2 separate regions of the Podarcis muralis genome follow, and region 1 is linked to region 2. The links are chromatin contacts, called in public Hi-C maps. All regions are on one chromosome and are shown on one strand. Each heading gives the region's core, a stretch centred on a gene start, on an enhancer-like site or on the middle of the called end of the contact. The rest is flanking DNA. Distances are from core to core; before and after follow the strand shown. Region 1 holds the start of NAT10 (N-acetyltransferase 10). Region 2 holds the start of PDHX (pyruvate dehydrogenase complex component X).

The links. Hi-C and Micro-C count contacts between places; a contact is called where the count stands out from the background.
Region 1: a Hi-C map of blood shows a contact between it and region 2, with 8 times the contacts expected there. The contact joins the promoter of NAT10 here to the promoter of PDHX in region 2. A contact is called at or near these places in 2 of 3 Hi-C or Micro-C datasets (blood and tail).

What each region holds. Positions count from the first base shown.
Region 1 is chr1:57,303,803-57,308,609 of rPodMur119.hap1.1, forward strand. It overlaps NAT10 (N-acetyltransferase 10), which reads right to left and starts at 2,472. Exons shown (of 29, transcript XM_028728198.2): 1 at 2,150-2,472; 2 at 1,683-1,805; 3 at 280-371; 4 at 1-89. The coding sequence starts at 1,790.
Region 2 is chr1:56,802,554-56,806,811 of rPodMur119.hap1.1, forward strand. It overlaps PDHX (pyruvate dehydrogenase complex component X), which reads right to left and starts at 1,860. Exons shown (of 11, transcript XM_028728166.2): 1 at 1,673-1,860. The coding sequence starts at 1,814. It overlaps APIP (APAF1 interacting protein), which reads left to right and starts at 3,053. Exons shown (of 7, transcript XM_077929224.1): 1 at 3,053-3,172.

The DNA.
Region 1 (4,807 bases), core at 1,222-3,721, 500 kb after region 2:
TGAACAACTCAAACGGGTCATCTTGTTTCAGATCTAACATTCCAGTTTTAATCTTCTTCTGCAACTGCCTCATTCTTTTTTTACGGTGGCTGGAGGGAAGATACAGGAAATTAAATTCGAAGTCCTCACTGAGGAAATTATCACATACTCAAATATGCAATTCTGTGTGTGTTAACCCAGAATAAAGTCCCACCAGGTCCAAGGATTTAATACTTTAGCCTCACCACATAGTTGCAATTTTTTTTAAAAAAGAAAGAAAAGTCATACAAACGTTTTTACCTGCTGAAGCCCAGCTCTTTCTTATAACACCATAATACTGATGGTCTAGCCTTTACAGCTGCTTTAGACAACATATGATGAAGTATGACTACCTGTAAGGCAATAAAACCTATCATTACCTCCAAACAAAGACAACACTGAAATCAAGCATCTGGAAAGCAAACAGGAAGATTTTAGAAATACTGTACAATTAGATTTATGCTTTGCCTATGCTTCTGAGAGAAGTGCCAGAACTTTCACATATAATCTTGTGCTACAAAACAATGGGATATGGAAAAATAAAAATGACACTCATGACAGAGACTTAAAAAAAGAGAAACCTTAACTGAAAAGACAGATACTGTATGGAATTCAATGCAGCACTAGGTGGGGAATGTGTGCAAGAAACAAGGTCTGATCACGCAACAAGACTTTTGTGCTTGAGAATGTTGCTGCGATAAGTTTCATGCTCTATAGCTTATAGTTTGAATGCATTTATTTATTAATCTGCTGAGAGAACACTAGTTATGGGGATGGAATATAAACTGTCATCAGTAAATTACTCCCAGATCCTTCATTGGGTGAACTACACACTGTAATTATTACAATTAAAGTTCCAACTCAAAAAGTAATTTGTGGGCACACATGGAAGTACAACCTCGTGACATTTTTCCCAAGTGAACCAGCAATATGCAGATAGATTTCCACAGACAGCAATGATTTTAGCTTCTCCTTCTCTACAGACCCTCAGCAGAGGGGACGCTCTTGGTAGTCCCTCAGTTCAGGAGGTATGTGACCCAGGAGATGGAATTATCTGTGGCAGCCCCTAAGTTATGGAACTCCCTCCCCGCAGAAGTGCATCCAAAATCTTCACTGTATTTCTACTATATGCTGAAGAAGGCACAGCTCTTTATCCTGGCCTTTGACACTTGGGAGATAAATGCAATTAACTTTGCACTGGTTTTAATGTTGTATTTTTAAATTACCCCTGGAGCTTGGGGGTAAAGGGTGGGTATCAAAACAACAACAATGGAAATCGCAGCAGATACCTTCTCTGCAGAAATGGGTCACAGTGTAAAAAGTCCCTGGAAAATGACCATGTTACTCAAGGGTAGGGAACCAGTGGCCCTCCTGATGTTGCTGAACTCCAGCTCCCATAGCCCCAACCAGCATGGCCAAAGGTTAGGGATGACAGGAGTTGTAATCCAACAACTTTTGAAGGGCTGCAGGTTCCCCATCCCCAATTTAGATTTATGATGAGCAATCCCAAGCTGAATGAAACAACCACATATGGCCACTGCTTTTATTTTAACTGCTTGCACAAATCTCCCAAATAAGAAGCCAGCACTTTCCACAAGCGCATTAACAGCACCCGGATGAAGGTTATATACATTAGAGAAAAGAAGTCACGGGCTGCACTTCACCTGATCTTTGCTACGATCCCCTACAACCACAAAAAGTGTCCTGTGCCGTGCAGCTACTCCATTCTCGATCAGTATCCGGATGCGATTGTCCACTTTCTTGCGCTGCATTTTCAGCTAGAGATCCTGTAAAGTTTTTAAGAGATATTGTAGCGATTCAGTGCAGGGTGGCTTCAGTTTTCACGGAGACAGCAGTCTGGGGGTGGGGGGTGGGGAATAGCAAATACCATCCATCCCAAGATTGCATTTTTCATCCTAAGCATAAGAACACCAATCCTCCAGCACCTCTGACACGTCTCCCCACTTCAACTCGTCTCCCTGACCCCTAAACTAAAAACCCTCAATGTTGTAACCTTTTCTCACAGAGGAGTTTCCCCACCAGCTGCTCATTCCGATTGCCCAGCCAATTATTATTATTATCATTATGATTACTGCCCTTTTCGCGACCGTCTTGCTGCTCTTAACAATACCTTGGGTACACAAAATTGGAATCGACACGTGCAAACAAGGAAGATGCCTCCAAACCCAGCCGCTGACTCGGAGACTGTTCCCTTGCTTTTTCTGCTTCCTTCCTTACAGAAACCAGTTCTGTAAGCCAAGAGGACCCTGGTGCCTTTAAACTCTGGTGCCAGCTTCCCACGTGCAAGGGGGAGGGGGCCCACATGGGCTGCGCAGCGGAGAGGAAGGACCCTGGCTGCTGACTCAGGCACAGCCTGCAAGGATGCCCTTCCGGAAAGAGGCGGCGCTGGGGCCGCCAGGCGCAACACGGCCGGCAAGGGCTTTACGCCGAGCCGAGGCCTATAGTATAAAGGATTCTAGGTACGGAGCGGCGGGGGGGTGGAATTCCAGCCGGGGGCCTTTTTCGCCTGGGCGCTTTTTGATATCGTATTCGCCACGAGCAGGAAGAGGAGGAGCAGGAGGAGGCGCCGGCGGTCCTCGTGCGTTTAGCGTCCGCCCGCTTGCGAAGCTGGCTGGAATTGGTAGCCGCGGGCCTTTCCATGACATACGGATCTTGAGAGTCCCGGTGCCTTCGAGCCCAGTCCTAGGCACTTGGTCCCTCTCTACCGCATAGCCATGCGCGCATAGCGCTGAGCTGAAACCTGCCAATAAGACTGTAACCCCGCTAATTTCAGGTGACAGCAAAAACTGCAAGGTTTTCCGAGGGGGCAGTTAGAGTAAGATCTACTATTTGATTATGGATGTAAACCCCCAAAATGCATTGTATCTCTATCTTCAGTACATTTTATTTTATTGCTATGCCTAGTGGCTGATGCAAATATTCTTCTGATTCTGCAAACCCGCATTTATTTTTTCCGGGAGCGCCTCCACGTTCCGTTTCCAGCTTTGCTTCTCAGCCATGTGCGTTGCCCGCTTCAGTTCCTCGAAGGGCTCCCGTGTATTTCATCCTCTCAAAGAAAGATCTCGCCCTGTGATGCACTCTTTCGTTACTGTCGCCACAACGCAAATAGTGTTGCTGAGAATATAGCCCTGCAGGATGAGCTCCCCAAAGTCCATCTGAGTCCAGTATCCTGTTCCTACAGTAGTCAACCATTCGGAAGCCCGTAATCGGGACCTGAGTGTAACAGCAACACTCCCCACGTTGTAATTCCCAACTGGCATTTAGACGTAGCGCACATAGCCGATACGGGCAGAAGTCCCTGGTAGCCTTATCTACCAAGAAGGCTCAGAATCATGGCCGAAAATTTGATGCCAGTCTCTCCTACCTCTTCCTCAGCCTACACAAAAATATATACAGGCCATGCAATTCTTCCAGCTGAATTTTAAGTTTTTGAATCGTTGGCTTGACTGAAGTGTTTGTGTGTGTGTTTACAAACACCATTCCTGTTTACCATTTGTAACAGAGCTACCTTTTTAAACAGCTTACAGAAACCACTTTTTCCCCAGAACAGAAACCTCAAAATATCCAGTAGTAAGACTTAGCTAATGAACTTCCAATAATCAAGTTTGGGATAGGGATTAACAGTACAGTCCCAGGCCTGTCTACTCAGAAGTCTTGTTGAATTCAGAGATAACTCCCTGCCAGATAAATATGTATAGCATCATAGTCTTAAGGCTAAGCAAATTAACTTGAGATTCAGGAACACAGCTGCATTATACAGTCTATAATAAATTGATTAATCTAGCTCAGTATTGTGTACACTGGCCGGGGGGCGGGGTGTGATTCAGGTATGGCACAATTTCCAGTTTAGCCTACAAGGCAGGGGCAACCCAGTCCATTTTGTGACCTGAGGTGAATCAGGAATTGCCACCTCCTGTCCCCACCGCTGCCACACTCCACCCCCCATACACACACTTTCACTGCCACTGAGAGGGGGGCATTCTGGCAGTGGTGGAAGTGGGCAGAATGCTGCCTCTTGTGCTTCCGCTACCGGAAGTAGGCATTTCATCACATCTCGCGGGCAGGCTGGCTCTGCTACAAGGCATTTTACCCAAGATTACACCAACTGCCCCACACCTGAGATCTACATCGTGGGCAGGTGGAGATGTGGCTGTGGTAGCCCGTGAACAATTGGGAGCCTTAAAGTGCATTGCCAATAAACACGCACTCTACCACAGAGCCATGGACCTTACTGATGGTATTGTCAAGATGCAAGCCTCACATGTACACGATTGTGTTTTCAAATTGCTCCCCAGCAGGGCTTTTTTCAGCCAGAACTCAGGTCCAGCACCTCTCAGATGGGCGCCTCTAAAATGACAAGAAAACAAGGAGAGTTCATAGAGAGTTCCGATACCTCTTTTTCAAGAAAAATAGCACTGCTCCCTAGTTTGTGGGTGCTTTACAACATAAGCCTGTGCTTTACTCTGAAGTGAGCTCTACATGGGACAAGTGCCTAGTGAGTAGGAAATTTAGGTAAATAACTTATTTAAATCACCTTCTCTAATAGAACAAATCATTTTAGTGTCACGTTTTAGTGTTACATATTTTCATTGTAGTCCACCAATTAGATCAAGGAAGTTGGATTTAGTCCCAGATGTCTATTTGTGGGGAGGGAAGTGCAGGGCTGGAAAGCAGGAGTCCTATTTTTCTCCATCCACACTCAAGATATATAAATCATGACTACACAGTAAACAAATATCACTTCTCAAAAGACAAATATATAGCATAA
Region 2 (4,258 bases), core at 610-3,109:
GGGATAGCACACATCAAAGGCGCTGCAAGGTTGCACACTTAGCCCTGGCCCAATGGTGGTGCTACTTCTTCTATTACTGTACGTTTCCCCTTTGATTGAGAATCCTGACCTTCCAGTACTCTAAATTGTGCAGGGAGTCTACAAATATATTTATTTTGTAATTTGAGGTGTTGTGTTTTAAAATTGCTATGTATCTCGTTCTGGAATTGTTTGTAACTATGAAGGACTGGTAACAAATAGTTAGATAAATAAACAGAAAGAAACTCACTGCTTTAGAAGTAATTCCATAATACACAAGTTTTGGGCAGGGCTAAAATGTGTGGTCCCACAACCTCTTCATGCAAGAAACACATGATGAGGGCTGAAGACTATAGTCCTGTGCAGACCTACCTGGGAGTAAGCACCAGCTACCATAGTTGGACTTACTTCTAAGAAACCATCTACCCCTTGTCTTCTGTCTAAGGAAGTCCTTCTGAAATGAAGAACAGGAGTGTCCTAGATAATAATCTACAATACAGGGATTTTAAGGGTCCTCTTTGACAGAAGTTTATTCAGACAGAGTGCATGAATGCTGCCTTATTTATAATCAAAACCAATATCTGAACCATTTCTTTGTTTTCAACATATTGCCTGGAATTGACAGACTTTTCTAAGATTCTGTAACTTTTCATTTCAATGTGTTAAAAGTTCCCATTTTTACTGCCTTTTAAAAAATAATTCATGAATGTTTCATTTTACAAGAACACCCGAGTGAATGCCAAGTAAGAGCTGCCCGACAGTGTAATGGATGCCCTTGGGAGACTCTGGAGGTTTTAAAGCAGTGGTTGGATGGCCATCTTCCATGGATGCTTTAGTTGATATTCCTGCATTGCAGGGGGTTAGACTAGATGACCGTCAGCATCCCTTCCAATTACCAGATTCTACAAGTGTATATTGTGGCATCTTCTCAGACTGCTGATTTTTATCACTAAAAGCTAAGGTACTAAGAGGAACAGCTTCAGAGACATTGCTGAAGAGACTGTTACACATCAAGGACAAAAATTTTCCAGCTGTTCCTTCTTCTCTAAAACCTAACTCCTTTAAAATATTTTAGACTACAAATCCCATCATCTCTGGCTACTGACCATGCTGAGTAGGACTGGTGGGTAGTTTATAGTAAACAATATATTAGCTACCTGCACCGTATTGGAGTTACTCCTACTCCCTTTTTCACATTTTTGGAGGGCTGGTGTTTTTGCTTTTAGGCACAAAAAATATGTCTGTTTGGTTTTGGTTTTTACTTTTAAATCTCTTTTTAAGCGAGTGACACATGAAAACCCACTCAATCATACCGTTTGAATTTAGGATTTGAAAACCGGATCGGGGACGCTGTTCGCCCCAAAGGCAGCATAGAAACGAACTGTGACATAACAGAAGCAGCTGCAGGTACATCGAAAAGACAGCCCTACGTGAAAGGCCGCTAGGCATGCCGGGGATGCAGCCTAAACTCCATCCCAGAGCAAGGGCACCTGCCACCCTCCGACCACCCAAACAAGCAAGCCTCTTTTTCCCACCAGCGCCCCCAAAATCAATGACCCTGCGAGCTGATCCCACAGGCAGCCAAATAACCCCGACCCTTTAGAGGCAGGTGACCAATGCGGGGCTTCTGTCTGTAATGAAACCCAGCACTCACCCAGCCGCTCCCGGGTGAGGTGCAGGAACCTCCAGGCAGCCGCGGGAGGCCGGCAAGCGGGAGCCCCCAGCGCGACATTCCTGCCCAGCAGCAGCTTCGCGGCTCCACGGCCGCTGCAGCTCAGCCGCAAGGAGGCGGCCATCTTTCCCTCTTCTCACCACCCCCTCCCTTCGCCCACCGGGCTGTCCTCGCCGCTGCCTGAAAAGAAATACTCCCACGACGGCGCGGTGCCCTTTAAGCGCCTGAACGAAAATGCGCGCGAGAGGAATTCCTCCGGGCACCGCGAGCGGGTGAATGCACCAGGTTTTCTCTCTCTCTCTCTCTCTCTCTCTCTCTCTCTCTCTCTCTAGGTCGATTTTTATTTTTATTTTTTTCAGGCATTGAAATAAACGTGGCAAGCAGCCGTAGTCTAAAGGCAAAGGCACATTTCGAAACCGGCTGGTTGGAAATAAGCAAATGGTCTCCCTGGTTCACTCGCATCTGACACCACTCACTCCTCCTCAGCCTCTCGCCCAAAGAGGCTTCATCTCTGTGCCCATCTGATATTTATTACTTATATAGTGCCATCTTACAAAGAACAGGTGACTTGATCAGTCCCGAGGCCCAGGCAATAAAATAGATCCGGGGAGACAAAGAAAACGGAGACATGTGTTGTCCATTCAGTAACTCTGACTCAACAATTTTCACATACCGGTATATGAGAGAGGGGAACCAAGGCAGGAGAAAGGATGCAGCAAACGCATAGGAGATGGTGGGCGCCGTGCAGCATTGTGTATCTTGTTTAAATAAATAAATTGAACCCAAAGCAGATTCAGAATTATTTCTTATCCGGACGTGTGGCTATTAGAGGGTAGTGATGGATTGGTACTTGTGCCTGCAAAAGGAGGGATAGCCAAAGCGGGAGCCTTCGGGCGCTGATGGACTCCAGCTCCCATCGTGCAAGACCATTGGCAGCGCTGGCCGGGGATGCTGGGAGTTGGAGTCTAACAACACCTGCTCCCCGCTTCCCCGTCCCTTCTGTGGACTTAAAAGATTCACCAGCTGCTCCCCAGTCATATCTAGCCTCGTGGGCGAATTCATAACAAACATGTAAAATAAAAGGCATTATCACTCCCTACTAAGCGGCAAATTAGGCACGGAGACACGCATCCCCGCCTGCTAAATAGCCACATTTGGAGCCTTATGGCTGCGACCCTTTTCTTGGGAGTAAGCTCCGGTTGAACTTGGTCTGTTTCACGTTTGAGTAAATGTATGCATTCCACTGAATGCATCGCGTTTTTGTTGTTGTGGATCATCAGGGTTGAGGTGATAGGGTTGCAGGACATAAGGACTCACTGCCGCCGACCTGGAGGGCAGCCGCCCCTTTTTGCAGGCGGCTCAGCCAAGCTCCTCCCTGCGCCGGGGTCTTTTCTCTTCCTCGCGTGCAGCGAGATGGCTGAAAAGCAGCAGCAGCGAGGCGACTGTGGCTGTGCTTGCAGGAAGGGCCTGGAGAAATCCGAGGTAAAGAGCAAAGCCGAGCAGCTCCAGCCTCTCTCTCTTTCCCTCTCCCCTCACGCAGAAGAGAGGAGGCTCGTGGTGGGAGGGGAGGAACCAGGTTCAGTCGCCGAGAGTCCCAGGTGGAGCAGGGAAGATCGCCCGCCGGAGCAAGGCTAAGCTGCCACGGTCCCCACGCTCGCTTTCCTAGGGGAACTTCCGTTTGTAAAACGAGGGGACACTTTTGGGGAAAACCTAAAATTCAGCAGATGAAAAGTTTTCATTTACAGGCTGGGAAGCATGATGCAACGATTGCTGTTATTATTAATAGTACTGTGCATATCGACACAAGCCATATCAGCAAGGAAAGGAGAAAATGGAGAGGGAGGCTTCACCACGTCTGGCTGCCATAGCTGTTGAAAGAGTCTGGGGCAGAAATCAGGAGTAGCTGATAACCAGCAAATGCAAGGAACTGTAGGATCCAACTGTGCCTTCAGTTTTTACCAGTGATGGGAATCAGACTGGTTTTTTTTAATGTATGCCAGCACTGATAAAGCACCACCAATACCCCCTTTCACCTAGAGCAGCAGTCTCCTACTTTTTCAGACTTAGACACAGCTTTCATCCAAACATGTATTTGAAGACCTCCCCCATCCTCTCACATTCCCTATATATTTGTATAGTAGTAATGCTGCTGTTGGACCTGCACCCACCTTTGATCAGGCTGTGACTCGGTAGTGGGTCCCAGCTGCCAGATGAAGACCAATAACCCAGAGCAGACATAGGCAAACTCGGCCCTCCAAATGTTTTGGGACTACAGCTCCCATCATCCCTGACCACTGGTCCTGTTAGCTAGGGATGATGGGAGTTGTAGTCCCAAAACATCTGGAGGGTCAAGTTTGCCTATGCCTGACCCAGAGGAACAGAGCATGAAAACGAGAATTCCCTAGTTCTGCATCCTGGATTCTGTGCAAAATGAAAATGCTGGCACAGGCAGGACAGGGCGCTTCTTCCCAATCCTGAGTCCCTATGGGGTAAATAAAAGTGACCTTGTCACCTTCTGGGGTCAACTCTTATCCAGGATCTATTTTCTTATTGGCTATGAAGCTTATT